Regions from separate parts of the Mus musculus genome. Here region 1 is linked to region 2. Evidence: chromatin contacts called from public HiChIP or PLAC-seq data. All regions are on one chromosome and are shown on one strand. The core of a region is the stretch at or near the end of the contact, and the rest is flanking DNA. Distances in the headings are between cores, read along the strand shown.

What was found. HiChIP or PLAC-seq counts read pairs in DNA pulled down with a chosen protein or histone mark.
Region 1: an HNF4G HiChIP or PLAC-seq map of pancreatic cancer cells shows a contact between it and region 2. The contact joins the promoter of Wbp1l here to the enhancer-like site in region 2. A contact is called at or near these places in 4 of 39 promoter capture datasets (hematopoietic stem and progenitor cells, hippocampal neurons, neutrophils and 1 more), 2 of 115 datasets of contacts at active chromatin or transcription factors (embryonic stem cells and pancreatic cancer cells) and 2 of 9 other capture datasets (adipose tissue and pancreatic islet).

What each region holds. Positions count from the first base shown.
Region 1 is chr19:46,596,984-46,601,985 of GRCm38.p6, forward strand. It overlaps Wbp1l (WW domain binding protein 1 like), which reads left to right and starts at 2,123. Exons shown (of 5, transcript NM_001177812.1): 1 at 2,123-2,310. The coding sequence starts at 2,221.
Region 2 is chr19:46,483,044-46,488,045 of GRCm38.p6, forward strand. It overlaps Sufu (SUFU negative regulator of hedgehog signaling), which reads left to right. Exons shown (of 12, transcript NM_001025391.2): 11 at 557-625; 12 at 2,812-5,002. The coding sequence ends at 2,901. Among named protein-coding and RNA genes, the nearest start is that of Trim8, 16 kb to the right of the region's middle. Within about 2 kb of position 1,693, at least 152 of the 459 cell types and tissues checked have an H3K27ac peak or open chromatin away from gene starts, as enhancers often do. A contact at or near this core is called in adipose tissue, hippocampal neurons and pancreatic cancer cells, where this site is marked.

The DNA of each region.
Region 1 (5,002 bases), core at 873-3,372, 110 kb after region 2:
TCACAACTGTAAGGGAACCTGTCTGATTTCCTTAATAATGGAGAAGAACCCACCGACCCTTGTCGGTGCTCCACAGGTCTCCCGGCGTAGATTATACATTGTCTTAGGGCTGGAATTGGCGAGCCATACATAGTCAAATCTGCCTGCTCTCTGGGTTTGTTTGTTTGGTTTTTTTCTTTTTTGTGCACTTAGGAACAAAAATTTATTTTTACGTTTCTTAATGGGCTATTAAAAGAAAACCTAGAATATGTGATAGAAGCTGTGCATGTGTCCCGTAGACTTTTAACACGCCTCCCCTATCCCGCAACTGTGACTTTTAGAAATAGATACTAGGCCTATGGGACATGCCATCAATCCCAGCACTTTGGAAGCAGAGGCAGCTGGATCTTCATGAGTCTGAGTCTACCCTGCTCTACATAGTATATTCCAGCCCTGCCTCAAAGGGGGAAAATGTGCACTATGGTCATCCGAAGATGTTGTGAAAACAGGTGGAAAGGCTCATCCCAGCTTCCGGTTCTGTAGGTCTGAGATGGAGCCCGAGGATATAACGCTGCCAGCATTCATCTGACACCACACAGTTGTACCAAAGGACTTCGAGTGCCGAGATCCCAGCTGTGATTTAACCCCACACCCACTTAGACAGTAAAATGGAACTCAGACAGCATGAAATTGGTATTTTCCTTTCGATGAAGCTCAGGCTATGCAGTCGTGAGTGCTGAGATTACAGCTATGCACCTCCACACCTAGCCAAATCCAGCCCTTTAAATTGTATGGTTTAGTAACGTTCAGTCCAGTCACAAAGTGCTACAGTTGTCACTACTGTAATCCAGAACACTTTCACTGTCCCTCCTAGAAAGCCAAGGTCGGTTCGGCAGCAGCCACACCCCCACCCGCTGCCAAACCCTTATCCATTTAGTTGAGTTGGCCTGTAAGGTGTTGAACAGCAGTTATAATGAGCAGGAGGGCTTTGCATGGGAACTACTAACACAACTTTGAGGACAGCCTGAGTTACCTAGTTTCTGGCTTGTATGGACAACAGGAAGAGACCCTACATCAAAAACTAGCCAAGTACATCCTGTAACTAATTGAAGTGTAATTTTTTCTTTCTTTTTCCCTCTCTTCCTCCCTCTATCTCTTCCCTTTCTCTGTTCCTTATGGCCCATACCAGGGTCTGAACTCAGGGCCTTGCCCATGCAAGCCATTTACCACAGAGTGATACATCCTCCTGCCCTGTTGGACAAGAATTCTCAAATTGAAGCAGCTACATGGTGATGTGTGGGTTTGTGTGGACTAGTATTGTCCTTGCGGTGTGTGGAGGGGCAAAGGGAAGCCATTTTCATTTAGCCGGAAGATAACATGGATGAAGCAATGATTGGTGGGTCTCAGAGCTATTTCTGAGTAGGGTCTGAAGAGTTTTGTCCTTGAAACTTGGGGGTAGCAGAGCACTATCGCTAAGAGAGGTGCTATTTAATAGGGGACTCAAATGACTCAAAGCTGCTGCTTGGGTAGTGAGCTTGGAAAAAGGATCCTGATAATAGGGCTTCCTGTAATTTAATACAAAAAGCACCAAAGGCTTATAGACTGCAGTTGGAAGCACGCTTTAGAATCATTATATCTCACTACTTTTTTTTCTTTCTTTCTTTTACCTCTACTTATTTTAATACAAAAAGCACCAAAGGCTTATAGACTGCAGTTGGAAGCACGCTTTAGAATCATTATACCTCACCACTTTTTTTTTTCTTTCTTTCTTTTACCTCCACTTAACTGTGGGAACATAACATTTCCGCCACACTCAAAATGACTGAAATACTGTAAACCTTTTCAATGCATCCGGGTGGTCGTGTCCCTAGCTCCTGTTACTTCCGCCACTCTCTGCGGGGCGGGGCGCTCTGCACTTTTCTGCACCTCGCAGCATTCAAGATGGCCCAGCTTCCTCCCACTTTTCATTGGCCAAATCACCTAGCACGAGGGTGGCTGGGACTGGTATTTGACTCACAGTTCTTTTGACCAATGGACAGAAAGTAGGAGCCAATGAGGCGCGGGAGCTGGAGACCCTCCCCTGCATCTGGGCGGGCCCTTTGCCTGGGGCGGGGTGGAGCCGAGCCGGAAGCGGGAGGGCAGAGCGAAACAGGAAAAGAAGGGAAGGAGGAAGCAGAGGGAAGAAGAGAGGGAGGAGGAGGGGTGGCGGCGCCGTGGCGGAGGAGCAGGAGCAGGAGGGGGATGGAGAGGAGAAGGCTCCTGGGTGGCATGGCGCTCCTGCTCCTCCAGGCGCTGCCCAGCCCCCTGTCAGTGAGGGCTGAGCCCCCGCAGGTAAGGGGAGGGCTTCTGGGCTAGCTTGGGGGTCTGGGGCGGTCGAGGCCTGGTTGGAGGGGGGTCTCAAAGAGGTTTGTTTGCAAGGAGTTGAGTGTTTTCGGGAGGGAAGCCCATGGCTAAGGTGGACCAGGTGAAGGGTGGGGGTGTTGATGTTTAGCTGAGGGACACCTGTGACGAGTTGGATGTCAAGAAGGTGGCAGAGGCAATGGTGCCAGGCGACTTGAGGGTCCTTTGAGAGGGTAGTTATGGTAGGTGCTCTGGAGGACTCTTCGCGGAGATCGCCGCACACTGGCGCCCGTGGGCCCTATTTCTGCTCCGCAGTAGAGTCCGGAGCCAGAGACTGTGTGCACACCAGTGTGTGCTGGGATCCCAGGTTACTGCACTGGCCCCAGAGGGAGGAGGGCTCAGCATGGTATTTATTTCAGGCTGGACAAAGGAAAAGTTCTGAGGGCATCCTGACTCTTATTTTTAATGCTGTAAGGCATAGTACGTTGGTGGGCTGTTGCTGGAGGTAAGGTTCTTGGGAGATAGTAGGGATGAAGTAGTAACCCCTCAGGAGGAGGGGCACATTTGAGTGTGAGAAAACCGTGCTGTTAGGCTAGCTGTCCTGGGAAGAAGTCACTAGTGCTGATCCGAGCGAGCCAGCTCAGGGCTTTTGAGCAGAGGGTGGTTCCGATGCCAATATCGGCAGCAAGTGGAGCACCCTAGCTTTTCTTGCTGGGTGGCTTGCTCTTCCTGAGTCCAGGGCCGAGATGCCTGCTTATGCTGATTCTAGCTTGGGCTGGCGTTTCGAAACCCTAATTGAAGCGTTACTCTTGGTGCCAGATTGGGTGGGGTGCTGTAGGGGGAATCACCCCTCCCCTGTTAAATCTGGCAAAGCTTCTATCGTTTCCTTTGGTTTCTCCCCTTTCTTCCCATCATTGTCTGTTTTCCACAGGCACAGGGACAGCCTGTGCAGCTTAGCACGTCACATCACGCTGAAGAGCAGAAATTGTTAGCAGAATTCTTACCTTTCCCCTTAGAGCTCAAGGGCAGCCCTTTCACATACGTATCTTATTTTTCTCCCGAATATCCTCTTCAAGAAACAAAACAAGAAAAACACCCAAAACCCCAAAATAATTGAGTTTTGTTTTGTTTGAGACAGGATCTTGCAATGTAGGTCAGGCAGGGCTTGAACTCTTGATCCTCTGCCGAGCTCTGTGATTTGATAAGATTTTTTTTTTTTCAAGTGAGCTGAAAGTCACAGAACAAAACCAACAGTTCTAAAGTGAATCACTGTGGCGCTCCATGGTTGTGCAACCACCACGGCTATCTACTTCCAAAACAGTTGAATCATCCCCAAGAATGATCCATATTAACCAGTTACTGCCTGTTTCCACCCCTCCCCCACCCCCAGCCCTGGCCCTTGGCGACACCCACTAGCCTGCATTGTGTCTCTGTGGGTTTACCTGTTCTGCACATCCCTGTGTAATGGAATGCTGTAGTATGTGGGGCGTCTTTCACGTTCCGTCATGTTTTCAAGGTTCACCCACATTGTGACCGAATAATAGTCCCCTTTATGTATATACTACAATGATTTGGCAGCTTATCTGTTGCTGTATCTTTTTTTTTTTTTTTTTAAGTCAGGGTTTCTCTGTGTAGCCCTGGCTGACCCAAAACTCACTTTGTAGACCAGGCTGGCCTCGAACTCAGAAATCCCCCTGCCTCTGCCTCCTGAGTGCTGGGATTAAAGGCGTGCACCACCACTGCCCGGCTCAGTTGCTGTATCTTAATGGGGCGGGGGCTGGGAGTGGGGATATGTTATCTGGGAGATAATCTGTGAATGATCGAGTTCGTTTTCTGATCTTTTCTTGTATTCCTCCCCAGGGATGAAGCCCTTCAGTTTTTGACTTTGTTTAGGTTCTTTGTTTTCTTAGTCAAAACCGTAAGCTGCCAGGAGAGATACATTTGTCTCCTTGAGAAGTTGCAGCTCTCAGGACTGGGAAAGTTAAGCGCAGGTAGTAGGTATCGATGGAATAGAATACAGAATAATGAAGTTGCTTTTTTCTATTTCTGTGGCTGTCTGAGGGCTGTTCCCTGTAGCCTTTGAATCGCCTTGTTAGGGGGCTTGATTTAGGAGTGTGGAGCCTTTGGAGGTGAGCTGGTTGTTCATAGGAACCAGGTCCACTTCTTGAAGGAAAAGCGTTGGCAAACGGTCCTGCAGTCTGGGGGCGGTGGTGGGGTCTTCAGTGCAAGGCTCTGCGTACAACTCATCAGTCTCGGGCTTGTTTTCTTACCGCAGTTCTGGCACTCGCAGTGCTTATTTTGGGGACAGGGTAGCTTTTGTACTTTGTTCCGTTTGGTTGGTTTGCTAGCACTGACCACTGCTGTTGTCTGGTTACATACAGTTCCTGCACAGAGGGAACGTTTCCGTTACGAGCTGCCTGCCCACTCCTCCCTGGCCTCTCCCGACGTCATCCCGATACCCTTTACGCTCTCATGACACCCCTCACCCTCCGAGTCCTCTGGTCCAATCAATCATACCAGATAACTATGGTGAAATTTGTGTTTTTTTTTTTTTTTTAACCTTTGGCATGGAGGTGGCAATATAATTATTAACTTTGAATCTACCACAGCTTGGTCAATTTAGGGTTTTCATCGGGGTTTTGCAGAGGCAGGGAACATCTGTCAGGGAGCAACCTCAAGTCTT
Region 2 (5,002 bases), core at 443-2,942:
CTTCCCTGCCCCTAGTGGTAGAGATAGGATCCAGGGTTTGTCATCCACCATTGGGGTTCGTCTAGATCGCAGACAGGGCTTGTACTCCAAAGTCACACGGATTGTTTTGGCCCTGCGTGGTTGGGAAAAGGGGAACACGAGAGCTTGATGAGGCAAAGGAAGAGGGTGGCAGGAGCTCTCCCACGGCCGGCCTTTGGCTTCCCTGTTCTCTGTTGCCTCGAAACACACAGAGGCCAAACAGCCCAAAGCGGTGGGTTTCCGCCCACCTTCCGGCTCCCTTCCGAGGCCAGCGCTGTCCACCTTCCAGATGCCCTCCCTTCCTTCACTGCCTCACCCCCCCTCTCTGCCCTTCCCTAGCGGGGGGGAGGGGGTTGGGGCGAGAGTGCAGTCTTTTCTGGAAGCCTCGAGTTCGTCCCTCTGTCCCTAGAACTAATCCTTGGGCCATCCCTCCTCCACAGCTAAAAAAAACCCCCCTTGCTTTGCAGTTGGCAAAAAAGACTGTATATTAAAAAATAATAATAATAATTAAAACCCTGTCTTTTGCTTTCTTTCCCAGATTCTGTTGACAGAAGAGTTTGTAGAGAAGATGTTGGAGGACTTAGAAGATCTAACCTCTCCAGAGGAAGTGAGCCTATTTCATTTCTCACTGATAGAGGACTCCCGGGTGTGTGTGTGTGTGTGTGTGTGTGTGTGTGTGCGTGCGTGCACGTGCGCATGTGCGAGCGCTCACCCATCTGTGGACTGTTTTCAGAAGTACAGGCATAAATCTGGAGAGGAACCCCTGAGAAGGTTCAATGACTTTATTTTTCTTGGGCTTCATGGGTCAGCCCTGCCCAGCCCCCACCCTTGTGAGGACACCCAGCACCCTGAATCGCCAGCTCTTGGGAACCTCATTGAAGAAGTAGCCAGGGCCTGTGGGCTAGAGTTCTCCCCAGCCCCTGCTGTTCCCTGGCAGATTCTGAACAGAAAGCCCGTGCCTGCTGCCAGAGAACATTCCGCTGGGAGCTCTCGTGGGCAGGAGGGGACTCCTGCTCTTGCCTTGGGCCACCCAAGTGCCACGCTCCCTTCCCTCGCCAGCTCTAGCTTGCCTCCCTCAGCCTCTTCCTGGCTAGCTGAGAGCGTGGGGAGCTGGCAGGCCAGGTGGGGTGATTTCTCTCCTTGGCTCCTTCTCTGGAGTGCAGGAATGGAGTCTATAATCCCTTTTGTTTTTCTTCCTTGTTCCTGGCCTCCTCGTTTGCAGGGACTTACCTCATCTTGGAAAGTCCCTTCTCCTATAACCATCAGCGCCCAGGCAGCAGGCAGGCGGATCTTCCTGGCCCCCAGGATCCATGGGGTAGTGGGGTAAATAGCAAGCCTCCGAGGCCTGAGGGATCTTCTGGCCCACCCTCCCCTGCCTGTGGCAGAGATCACCCCCTTCCCTTCCATTGCCCTAATGTGCTCGGGGCAAAGTACCTCACCTCCCAGTTAGTTAGAAACTTCTCAGAGCCAGTCACCCCAATAGAGCCAAGCCTTCCCTCCCCCTGCCCCAGGGATCCAGCTTGATTCATTCATTCATTTGCATAGTCCAAGGTTATCAAGTACCCACTCTGTGCCAGCCAGTCACCCCTACAAGTCACTGCCTCAGAGGCCTAGCTCCCGGATTCAGTCAGGCCAAAGCCAGCTGCCCAGAAGTGCTTCCGGAGAGGTCTTGTCACACTGCAGTGGCGTTCTGCCAGGCTGCTGCTTTGAGCTTGGGTGTTGAGTGGGCGGGAAGAGGACAGTCCAGGCAGGAGAGACAGGAGCCAAGGGGAGCTTAGGAAAGTAGGTCACGAAAAATGACTTCTTCTGCCTCATTCCTGTCCAGAGGCCATCCCCACACCCTGCCCCAGTCTCCACTTTGTCCTGGGTCTACAGTCCCCCAAGAGAGAAAAGGCAGCCGGGAAGTGTCCGTTTGTCCACCTCCAGCCCAGCTTCAGGCAGGCCAGAACATGATTCTCTCCTCCTGTGCCTGGCTCTGACTTCCAGCCTAGCCCAGAGACAATGGGGCTTAAGAGCTCTGCAGGAACCCAAGTCAGGGAGGATCTATTGAGCACCCACTGTGTGCTGGGCTCCATACAAGGTTCTAGAATCCAGAAGGAACCAGAAGTCAGCTTCTCCTCCTCGCCAAAGACCCCAGGTGTGGGAAAGAAGCAAAATTACAAGACAGTCATTGATCCTAGTTTGGAAGGCCCTGGCTGTTATCTGGGGTCACTCTGAACAAAGAGCCCTGGGAAGCAGGGTGACAGGGAGCAGTGGGTGGTGACACGCAGACCACCTTCACCCTGAACTTCTCCCAGTGGGGTCACACTCCAAGTCTGATTTGGGGGCTGAACAGCTCTCCTTTCTTGTGGACCCTTTGACAAAACTACAGAGGACAGATTCTAGACTCAGAACTAGTCCATGGCGATGACAGACCTTTCCTGTAATATCTACACCCTGCTGGTCCCCTGTCCTCCAGCCCCAGGGCCCCAGGGAAGAGATTCCTTACATGTTTTGGGCTCAAGGCAGAACCAAGGAAAAGAGCAGGAGAGAGTCTATGCAAAGAGCCTAAGCATGCCTCCTGCAGTCTGCTGAGGTACTGGCCGTGCAAGAGGAAAGGAGTGCCTAGACCAGACACATGCACTCGCGCACGCACACACACGCACACACAACCTGAGGCTAGCCTTTGAGAGGTCTCCAGTCACCTGTCTTGTCCCCAGCAGCCTAGGGACAGGGTGTCCCGCGTGCTGCCTCTCTGGACACTCTTAGGAGGCAGCTGACCCACCACTCTGCCTGTTCTTGTTCTCTTCACAGTTTAAACTTCCCAAAGAGTACAGCTGGCCTGAGAAGAAACTCAAAGTGTCCATTCTCCCCGACGTGGTGTTCGACAGTCCACTGCACTAGCCTGGGCTGTGCCCTGCAGGGGCCAAGAGGAGCCCAGCTGCTCCTGGTGACTTCCAGTGTGACAGCTTGTAAAGGAGACACCCATGAATAAAAGGGCAAGTGTGGGGATGACTGCAGAGTGCCACACCCATCCCAGGCCCCACCCACCTCGGGCCCAGGGGCCTCACTCCTAGCAGCCCAGCCCGAGTGACCAGGCCCCTGTCCTACACGCCAGTGAGGGGGTGAGATGCACCTGAAAACCCTCCACACCGACCCGCTGCTGCCACAGGTCTCACTGTTGTGCTCCTGGAACGGGACAGCCTTGCCAGACAGCCTGGTGGGTAGAACATGCATGAGGACGCACTGCCTGGTCAACCCCAGCCAGCTTTCCCTCAGTCAGGCTGCTCCACCCTGCCGAATGATTGTTCTTTTTCTTGTGGAAACCGGATGGTATTTTTATTGCTCAGCAAAGATGGTGCAGAAGCCATGTACATAGTGATTTTTAAATAGGACTCATTCCTACCTGAACTTTATTGTCCTTTAGACAAGGGTCTGGGGGCTCCCCCCCCCCCACAGATCCCACATGCCCTCTTCCTGAAAAGATGCTTGGTGCTGCCTGTCAGCTCTGGACCCTGGAGGAGGCTGGGGACAGCTGACATACTCCATGCAGCCCTGGGTAGAGATTGGCTGTGGCCTGGAAGGTGTGCTATTGCCTTCCAAGCGAAGTAAGTCTCTACAAGGCTCTGGGGACTTCAGGGACTCAAGGACACGTGGCCCTAGCTATGTCTTCCTAACCAGGTCTCCCAAGAAGAGGGTAAAGCCCACTGCCTCCCCATCCTCCTGCTCAGGGCCCCCAGCTCTTTGGTCCCCCTCCCTTGGAGTCCCAGCCCCTGGGCTGTCTAGCTTATGAAAAACTGAGAACCAACCTCTCTCTCCACAGCTCTCCCTTTGGTTTTGCTGACACTGCTCCCTGTGGCCCTTCCTCTTTCTCACATCCATTCTGTCCCCATCTCCCGTCGCTGTCTCTTCCTGTAGCCTGGCCCTCTTGTGGGTGCCATGCTGTCACCTCCAGGACTGCAGAGCTTCCTGCCTCCCAGGGAAGGCACCTTTGTGAGCTGCAGAGGAGAGAGCTCCCACTTCTGACCTGGAACTGGCAAGTGCCTTTCCTGCATTCTTGCCTGCCTGCCTCTAGGTCAATGGTCTTTGTTCATTCTTTAGATTCAAATGTCTCCAAAGGAAAGATATGTTGTCTGGCAGGAACCTTAAAAGAGCTCCTCTGCTCTGCCTGCCTCCACTGCCTACAACGGGTGCCTCCAGGGGCCTTGAGAACTCTGGCTGGGGTCGCAAAGAAGCAGAAATTGGCCTTTGAAGGAATGGCTCGATCTGGCCTCATCTGCATATCCTAGGTCTAAGCTCACCTAGCACTTAGAGGCAGACCCTTCAGGAGCATCCGAGAGGCTGGCTGCAGACCCAGCCAGCCAGATAGAAAGCCTGTCTGGAGCAGACACCACACTGCCCTGGGAACTTTCCACAAGGACATCTCCAGCCATACTCTTGTCTTCTGAAAGTTTATGGGCCACGAGATGCTATCAGCCTTGCCTCTGTTCCTTGCCATCACCAGTGTTGTAACAGCCCCCCCCTCCCTAATTCTCTCCGGTGGTGACCCGGCTCAGGGCCCCTCTGCATTCTCCCCTATCTCAATTTGTCTGGCCTGGGGGCAGGAATGCATGCTCTGAGCACCACATCACAGAGTTAGTGTTGGTATGTTAGTACATGAGAGTCCTGGTCAACAACCTGCCCTCCATCTACAAGGTCTTTGCAGACTGGTGGTTACCACCACCTGCTTGGGTGGCTCCATTCTTGGGGAGCAGGGAATGGCAGGTAAGCTCTAGATGTTCACAGGCCCAGAGGTCTTTCCTGCTTCCACCCTGTCAGGAACCTCAGGAATGTCTAAACTCCTGCTGGGACCAGACCCTGTCATTCCTGTGCAATGGCTCTAGGAGAGTGGCTAAACTCAGCCTGGTCTGACCAGGCCTCCTTTCCCTGGGGCTCTGGTTTCTTCCAGAGAAATCTCAGGGAAAGAGGTTCACCACATCGGATGAAACAAGACTGCCCTTACTGT